Linked DNA regions of Rattus norvegicus: region 1 is linked to region 2. Evidence: chromatin contacts called from public Hi-C data. All regions are on one chromosome and are shown on one strand. Each heading gives the region's core, a stretch centred on a gene start, on an enhancer-like site or on the middle of the called end of the contact. The rest is flanking DNA. Distances are from core to core; before and after follow the strand shown. Region 1 holds the start of Gsr (glutathione-disulfide reductase). Region 2 holds the start of Rbpms (RNA binding protein, mRNA processing factor).

Region 1 (4,616 bases), core at 1,018-3,517, 290 kb before region 2:
TCCTAATCCTATCTCTAGCACAGGTTGGCTTTCTTTTTATCTTAAATGTTGCAAGGTACTTTTGAAAAAAGACCAAGGAGAAGGCATCTGCTACACAAGCATGGAGACCTGAGTTCAGCTCCCCAGTGTCTGTCTGGAGCAGCACTGGGAACTCCCTGCTGGGGACTAAAGGAGATGGGCAGGTTCCTGGCAGCCTCTGTTCAGCCAGTCTGGCCAAATTGATGAGATCCAGGTTCTGAGAGAGAGAGAGAGCCTGTCTAGAAAATTAAGGTGGCAAGTGATTGAGGAAGAGTCAGTCCTTGGTTCCCCGCATGCATACACCCAGTCACTCACACGTACGTGCGTGTGCATTCATAGTACACACACTTAAAAAACACCATATATTTAGATTTAGAATAAGGATGGTAGTCATTTCTAAAGCGTCCTTTCAAATGCATTGAATTAGACATCAAATAGATGAAAGGAATTAAGTATAGCGGTAATTTCCTCTGGATTCATCTTCTAGGGTCTAAGTCCTCTCTCTTCATCTATCTATCTATCTATCTATCTATCTATCTATCTATCTATCTATCTATCTCCTCTCTTCATCATCTATCTATCTATCTATCTATCTATCTATCTATCCATCCATCCATCCATCCATCCATCCATCTACTCATCCACCCACCCATCCATCCATCCATCCGTCCATCCGTCCGTCCATCCGTCCACCCACCCATCCATCTATAGCTATAGGACCTTCTTATGTAGCTCTGGCTGTCCTGGAACTCCCCATGTAGACCAGGCTAACCCGGGACTCACAGAGATCCGTTCGACTCTGCCTCCCTAGCGGAGGAATGTAGGTCATGAGCCACCGCTGCCAATTTTAAATTCAGTTTCCTAACAAAGCGGCCTTACAAACTGCCTTGGAGAGTTTCTCACAGTACCGTGTGCTTCTTGCTAACTTCTGGTTTAAGCTTTAGTCGTTCTCTAGTCTCTTCAGTTTTCACCCTGAGCCTCGACACTGGACTACTGAAATCATGTAGTAAGTTCGCATATCACTGGCCTGCCAGACAGCTGGAGCTACAGAGCTGTGAGACCGCATGGGAGCTGGGGGCGGAACTCTGCTGTCTGGAAGAGAAGCCAGTGCTCTTAATTGCCGAGCCACTCGGCACCCCCTTTATTTTATAAAAAGCAGGAAGGTTGCGTAAGTGAAATTGCCTCACAAGAGCACGTTTCTCATTACTTAGCAGTATGTTATCCTGATCTTTAGGACGAGGCGGTGCCAGCAGAAAAGTTGCTTTTTTTCCCTTTTGTGATCAAGAAGGGATGTGTGTGTGTGTGTGTGTGTGTGTGTGTGTGTGTGTGTGTGTGTGTGTGTGTTTACATAACTCCACCTATCTGTGTAACTTTATCCCCATCAAACTTTAACCCGGTGATCTTAGCAACCATTGGTAGTTCCTAACAAAGTCGCTTTCACTGTGACCTTGCTAATGTTTTCAAACTGTTATTCTGTCTACATTTATTACAGGGTACTTTGCCAGAAAGGAAAAAAAAAAATCTTCCTTTTTCCTTGATGATCTTGAATCAACGTTCCTTCTACCTCCAGCTCCCAAGTCATGTTACTTTTTAGGCAGAAAACAAGGAAAACAAAAAAAACCCAAAAGCCTTTATAAATTGTATAGCATTCTGGTTCACATCCTGCTTGGAGTGTGGGGCCTAGCGGCCTTGTGTTGTGTTCCTCAGTTCTTTGCTGTGGGGCTCCCAGCCTTGTGCTTATGTGAAGTCTTTGTCTTTAAACGTCATCTACGGATCACAAAAACCATTTCTCATTATTCCAGTCGTTCTTCCGAGTGCAAGTGCCCTGACAGAGGAACGTGGGTTAAGGCCTGCAGGAATCGGAGAGGCTGGGGACCGGGAAACAAAACGTGCACGTCTCCGGTCTCGGTCCACGCGCTGCGGGGCGGGTGCCGGTGGGAGGCGGGGACAGGGGCCCTCGGGCGCGGCCCGCCGCCGGTGCTTAGTCACGGCGACGCTGCACCCCGCTCCCCGCTCGCACTTCCGCGCATGGCGCTACTGCCGCGGGCGTTGGGCGTGGGCGCGGCCTGGAGCCTGCGGCGGGCGGCGCGCGCGCTCACCTGCGCCATGGCGAGTCCCGGCGAGCCGCAGCCCCCGGCCGCCGCCGCCGCCGCTGCTTCCTTCGACTACCTGGTGATCGGCGGCGGCTCGGGCGGCCTGGCCAGCGCGCGGCGGGCGGCCGAGCTCGGCGCCAGGGCCGCGGTGGTGGAGAGTCACAAGCTGGGCGGCACTTGCGTGAGTACCGGGGCCCTCGGGCCGCGAAGGCTGCACACCTTCTCCCGGCCTCTGCGTGCGGCGCCCAGGGTGCTTCCCCACTCCCGGGTCCCGGTCCCAGGAGGTGGCGGGAAAGAGGGTAACGCGACCGAGTCCGCCAGTGTGCACAGGTGCAGTGCTAACGCCAAGACTTCAGCCAAGCTTAGCTGCCGGGCGTGCAACTCTGCCTGCGGGGGAGTATCGCATCCGGCGCTGGAGCTAGGGAAACAGGACTGCCTCTGGGAAACTATTGGTGGCGTGGGCGAGGGGAGCAATGGAGGGCTCTGGCATGGAGGAGTGTGTATGGGGGTGTGGGATCGGGTCTGATCTTCTAGTTCAAGGGCAAAGAAATAGGTAACAGTAGTTCTCAACTTTGGCTGCGCATTGAAAGGAACCCGGTGAAGAATTGAAGTTCTGCTGTTCCTGCGCGGTGCGACGCGGAGGTTAGCAAACTCAGAAACACTCAGTTGATCCCAAATGCAGCCAAGGCTACCTCCAAAGAGAATCCTTAAGGGGTTTCTCAGGACCTTATGATACCGTTTATTGTAAATTGGGGGACAGGTTTTCAAATTAAACACACACACACACACACACACACACGAAAGAAAGAAAGAAAGAAAGAAAGAAAGAAAGAAAGAAAGAAAGAAAGAGAAAAAGAGAAGGGTAGTAAATCTTTAGATTGCAAGACTTCATACTTCATACTTTTAAAACACTCGCATACCCACACTAGTGTGGCCTTTTCCTATCACAAGATCTAGGCAGGGTTCTTGTTGATGATTGAAAACGCTGAAATCCAAGAGTCACCCGGGACTGGGGATAGTTTCCCTAAATGCCTTTGAGGGCGTTTACATTCTACTAAATTGGGAACTCCTTAGGGGCAGGGGCGGGTTCTGATATTTGTGTACTGCTTGTCGCCTTAAAATACCTTGCTCAACAGCTAGTTATGAAATGAATAAAGCCAGAGATGAGGAGCTGTGAGCATGCCACGGCTGAAAATGAGCGCGGTGCGTGTGTGTGACGAGAAAGGAAGCGCCGTTGTTAATGATTGGTTTGCACTTTGACACTTGTCTGGAAAAACTGGAAATCTCTGCAGAAGGCAGAGGGAAGGGTGTGTTGCGCGGCGCCTGCTCCCTTCCCCCTCCACAGATGGTGGGCGTTTGTCAGTTCTCAACTCTGCACTCCTCGGCTTTTGTTTTTCTCCCTCCTTATCACATCACCGCGGATTTGTGACATCTGTCATTGCTGGTTCTGCTGGCGTTAATCAAGAAGGGGCTGGCTGGGGTTTGATATCGGAGTTGGAGGCCAGCCTTGTCTACAGAGCAAGCTCTAGGACAGCCAGGGAAATCCTGTCTTGGGGGCGTTAGAAAAAAGGTGAAGACAAACTTTTTCCGAGAGCAAGCAAAGGATGCCCAGAGTGACGTCATTTGGGACCAGTGGTCCACCGGGCCTGCCCAGTTCATCATTCTGCAGCCGGCGGCCATTTCCATCCGAGCATGGATGTCTTTGAGATGTCCTTTGCTGTTTTAGTGGCATAACTTTGGGGACCTCCTCACAGTAGCTTTTGGCTTTGAATTACAAAGCAGGGAAGAGGGTTGCAGCCAGTATCAGGGAAAATGTAGCGGAAAGGTAGAAGCGGGGTTAGATTTGCCCAAGGATCGCAGTGATGAGGTCTGTCCGGAGTTGGACTAGTGAACTTACTGCAGGAAGTAATTTCTAAGCACGCGCAGGGAAACCTGAGGATTTCTGAAGCAGAGCCTTTCGTTTGTTCATGTTTCAGGTCCTTAGAGGAATCTGACAGAAGGGGAAAGGGTAGGCAGAAATATTTTTCTGCAGAAGTTCCTTCAAGGAACGTGCAGTCTAGTGGGGAGACCAAGTACAGCCAACCAGAAAGTGGGGTTGGTCTGTCCGTTGGTCTTTTTTTTTTTTTTTTCTTCAAGTGTTTATTTGTGTGAGTGCCTGCATGAATGTTTGCACCACGTGCATGCCTGGTGCCTACAGGGTGTCACAGGACCCTCTGGAGCTGGAGTTACAGACAGTTGTTAGCTGCAGCGTGGGTGCCAGGAATCCAGCCCAGGTCCTCAGGAACACTGGCTGGTGCTCTAACCACTGAGCAGCACTTCTCTGCAGCCCAGGACTGTCTTCTTCTTCTTTTTTTTTTTTTTTTTCTTTTTTGGGAGCTGGGGACCGAACCCAGGGCCTTGCGCTTGCTAGGCAAGTGCTCTACCACTGAGCTAAATCCCCAACCCCCCAGGACTGTCTTCATTCTTTTTTTTTTAAAATATTTTCTTTTTTTTAAAGGTTTATTT
Region 2 (4,700 bases), core at 1,775-4,274:
GGAGGGAAACAAAGCCTTGAATTCTCCAATGTAGGAGAAAGTCTAAACCCAACAGTCATCTAGGAGAGCAACCGTTTTCTCTTATTGATAGTTGGATTCACTTTTCAAACTCGGTTCAGTGGCCACCAGAAATTATAAGCATATATCCCTTCTCTTTTCTTCATGTACATATGTATACATTGTGTGTGTGTGTGTGTGTGTGTGTGTGTGTGTGTGTGTGCGCGCGCGCGCGCGCTCTATTTACTAGAGTCCACTCCAAGGCTCTCCAATGTGTTGGAACAGTTTGCTGATCCACTGGGTGGGCAGGGAATGGGTCCAGTGCTGTGGTTTTCTATAATGACAAGCACATTAATGGGACTCACCAAATACTCTATTTGTTTTACTTGTGGCTTTCAGGGTCATGGAGGGGGAGGGGGAGGAATTTCTCAAAAACCAAGTATACACAGAGAGCAGAGAATTATGATAAAATTACCTGGATCACTCAGACCAATTTTCTTTCCCTGTATTTCTATTATGCTACCTAGCCAGGTGTGGTGATAAATGCCCTTAATCCTAGCACTCTTAGGCCGGAAGGCAATTTCAAAGCCTGACTGGGAGACCCTACTTATAATCAAAATGTATAAAATAGTCAGAGTGTGTGCCTGGTGTGCCTATGGGCCTGGGTTCACTGGAAACAAAGGTCAAGTAACTAAAGGTCACTTATGACAGTGTCTGTAATTTACACATTTTTACACACTCCCACCAGCACACAATCAAAGCTCTGAAATCTTCCTGCTAGGTCATATTTCTCCAAGAATGAGTGTGTACCAGGAAAGAGTTAACACCTACCAGAATCACATGCTGCTCCTACCTGACTGGGAACACAGGGCAACAAGGTAAATAAGGCAGAAGATTGCACTAGCCCAGCCCAGCCCGGCCTTTACTTACTAGATGAGATCACCAGGAATAGAGGACCTTAGTGCGGCCAGCATTTTCAGCTGAGATGGCAAGAGTAAAATCTGATTTGCCATAATTTTAAGTCCAGTGGGTATGGGACTTGGAGACAAATCTAATGTTCTGTACCAAAACTTTGAAAACAAACAAACAAAACAAAACAAAAACCAAAAAACAAAACTATGGGGCTCTGTTATCTCCCAAAAATCATTTTCAAAGGACCAAATTGTGTTTTTCTTGTTGGTAGGATTGTTTTTCCCAGTTCCAACTTTTCTGAGCCAGATAAAGGAAAAAAAGATGGTTTCCTAGGACTATCTTTTAGCAGGCTAAAGGTATTACTGATCATAAATGAGCTACCTTCTGCTAATTAAAAAAAAAACAAAAACAAAAACAAAACTAAACACCAGCAATTTCTTTAACAGTTTAACTGGTCAGGAAATAAACGGAAAAACAGCCGGAACTTGCTGCCGGCCCCTGCTTTGTTATAAAACAGCATACGCGAAACTTTCCGAAGCAGTATTTGCTGATAAAATAGGTAATTTCTTCAGGTGGAGATGCGATTTTCAGCTAGCCCATTCATTTAGGGCGCACCACCTCCCAAGTGTGGTATGCTCTATTTTGCACTGATTCGCATACGTTTAATCTCTCCTGTCTTCCCCGTTTAAACAGTTCCCATTTTACCAGTGGATAGTTCCCGCGGGTCAGGGAGTTGGGTGGATGGATGAACTCTTTCAATGTTTGGTTTCACTCTCGGTCTAAGTTTGCACAAGTGTCTAAATACTGTCACCATGCTAACTGCTTTGGACGTCAGTTCGGGTCGCTTTCATCCTCTTTATTAGGATGTAAATTACCTCTAAGAACACTTTTTACATTAGAGTGGGATGGGCAGTCTCCGCTTCTGCACTCAATTCTGGGAGACCTTAAAAAAAGATAAACACAATTTCTTGGACTCCAGATAACCCACTAGCAGCAGGAGTGAAGTCGAGACAGGATATCACAAAACCGACAAAATTCACGAGCCCCCATGTACACACCGGCGTTCTCAATGAGAAACGCACCACAGCTGCAAATTGTTTTCTATCATCATTCCGAGTGTGCCACATAAAGTTGTGGGTTTTTTTTTTCCCCTATTAAAAAAACACCCCCCACGCACCTTTGCTTTGGTGAACCCAAAGCTTTTAGTCCTTGTTATTCTACCCCCACCCCCACATTCGACATCTCCCAGGTTCGGCGGGGGTCTCGGACTCATCGCAGAAGAATGTGGCTGATGAGTTATCTATTAATCCAAAATGTCTCAGCTAAGAAGATATTTCACCCAGAACTTTTAACACGGAAAGGAAGGGAGGGAGGAAGGGAGGGAGGGAGGGGAGGGAGCTGGGGTCGGAAGTATCTTTTACCGAGAACTTTCCCAGAGTTTCTAGCTTCACCCTACCTCCCTCCCTCCTTCCCAATTTCCAGCCGCAAGGCGCAGAACCCAAGTCCTGACCCTCCCTGGTCCCAATCATCTGAGGTCACCCGGGAGTCAGCTCTCGATTCCGCTTTCAACATCCCGGGTAGACAAAGCTGAGCATTCTACTTACAAAAGTCTCGGGAAAGTCCTCAAAACTTATGCAATCATGGGAGGCACGCGGACGCGCGTGGACTCAGCCGGGAGCCCTCGGGACGCCGCGTCCCGTGGTACAACCACCCCCCCCCGCCCGTGCGCCCCGCACCCCCCAACCAGTCCCCCTCCGTACCTCCTCCTCCTGAAGGTTGGCCTCGCTCGGGGTGTTCTCCTTCTCGGCTTTGCCGCCGCCGTTCATCTTCCCGGTCCTTCGTCGCCGCGCGGGGCTGGGGCGCGGGGCTGGAGGCGAGGGCGCGCTCGCCCGCTGCTACCTTCCCCCCGGGGCGGGCTGCGGGGCTGGAGCCGGGCGGCACAGCGGAGAGCGGAGTCGGGCGGGGACCTCCGAGAGGCCGGGCGAGCCCGGGAGTCGGGACGCGGCCGAGGCGGAGGAGGCGAGGCGGCGGGCGCGGTTAGGACCCGAGCGGCCGAGGGCGCGCAGCTGGCAGGCTCTGGGCAGCGGGGCCGCACGCAGCGCGCTTTCTCTCGCCTTTCTCCCTCCTCCCCTCCCCTCCCAGCCCTCCCCTCCTCCCTCCGCCCTCCCTGGACGTGCGCAGCCAGCCGCAGCCCAGAGGGACGCGGCTCCGGACGGCGAAGCCCCCCGCGGGAGGAGGGGCGCGGGGCGGAGCGGTCGACCCCAGTATTGGGCTGGGTTGGGAGGGGGGGGTCACCGGGGTCAGGAGGCCGCAGGGACGGCAGGAGGAAGGGTCTGGACCGCCCCCTCTCTCTGCAACCCCTGGGACCTAGGCGTCCGGGCAGACCAGCGGTGGTTGGCGGCTTGAGGAGGGGACTGGGGCGTGGGGGGCAAGCCTTTTGCGGGGGCGCATGGACTGGAGCGCACTACTTTTGTTTGCTGGCTTTTCACGACGGATGTGCACCCAAACCCACCCTCCTTGGTAGTACCCGACAAGACTCGGTTCTTCCCGGGCCGAAAAGTGACGGACACGTGGGACAGCCCACCACCGAGCCTCGCTTTTGCAGGAGACCGCTTGCCACCCCACTGAGGGTGCCGGAGTCCAGCGAAGCCTCCCCCGGCCCCCCCCCCCCCCAACCTCGGCCGCTATCGCTCTCTAGGCTTCCGGCCGCCCCTGTTCAGACTCGCACAGCCGGCACCAGACTGTTCTGGAATCGTTTTGTTTACTTCACTCTTCGGGGAGCCCCTTCCTGGAATACAAAACTGCGTCCTGTTTATCTTTTTCACTCTGCCACAACTTAAGTAGGCTACCTGGAGTGTAGTTCTGGAGCGTAGTAGGTCCTCAATATGTACTTGTTAACTGAAAATCCCTCACAGCCCCTCAAAGGTCAGGACATTTACCTCTGGAGAAGCAAAACAATTATCCAACACTGGATGACCACATAGATCCATTTCCTCATCTATGAAATGTATATATATTTTTTCATACACATACATACATATTCTCCCACTGATGATAATATTATATATTATATATACATATATATAATCTCCCAGGATTTTAGAGATTATAGCTGGGGCGAGCCTCCACTCCTAAACTCATACTTGCACAATTGTGGTTTACAATAGGCGGAAGCTAGCATTATTATTAAGGAAGTTCCCATTTTCCTGGTCCTACAGAACTTTTCCAACAATAGATCCTGTCTGCTTCTAGACCGTGACTAGTTTGGACAGACCTTTAAAACCCACGGCTCAGTAGTAGATGGTGCCTGTCTCTCTGAGGAAGTTAGTCTGGCTTGCCGCACCAATCACGACTTATCATTTATGGCTTGGTTTAAATGTTTATCTCTTTCTCCCTGCTCGACATTCTTTACCCTTCCCTGCTCTGAGTGCGGTTGGAGGTGGGGTGAGGAGGGGGCGGGTGGGAGCTGAAGATAAGGACCCTGTCTTTAGGCAATTCAAAGTGGTGTTGTGGAGACAAGATACCCCAAACAACTCCAAGGCAACATAACCGCTGAGTCCTGGTTCAAATTATAAAAAGCAGGATACACGCAACACTGTTCTTCTGCTTTTAAAGGCGTTACGAAGTGAAGATCTATAGTGACACTTGGTTTCAGCTAAGTTTTCTTTGACCAGATCTGGAGATGTGGGAAAGTTTCTGAAGGAAAAGAATGTTTTAAGTTGCTGTTGCAATGCCACTGCTCTCTATAGGAACAAAGGTGCTATATTTCCTGGGAGGAAATGAACCAAGAG

What was found. Hi-C and Micro-C count contacts between places; a contact is called where the count stands out from the background.
Region 1: a Hi-C map of liver shows a contact between it and region 2, with 3 times the contacts expected there. The contact joins the promoter of Gsr here to the promoter of Rbpms in region 2. A contact is called at or near these places in 2 of 12 Hi-C or Micro-C datasets (liver and mammary epithelial cells).

The regions. Positions count from the first base shown.
Region 1 is chr16:65,225,626-65,230,241 of GRCr8, reverse strand. Gsr (glutathione-disulfide reductase) reads left to right here and starts at 2,267. Exons shown (of 13, transcript NM_053906.2): 1 at 2,267-2,292.
Region 2 is chr16:64,940,933-64,945,632 of GRCr8, reverse strand. It overlaps Rbpms (RNA binding protein, mRNA processing factor), which reads right to left and starts at 3,024. Exons shown (of 7, transcript NM_001271244.1): 1 at 2,670-3,024. The coding sequence starts at 2,735.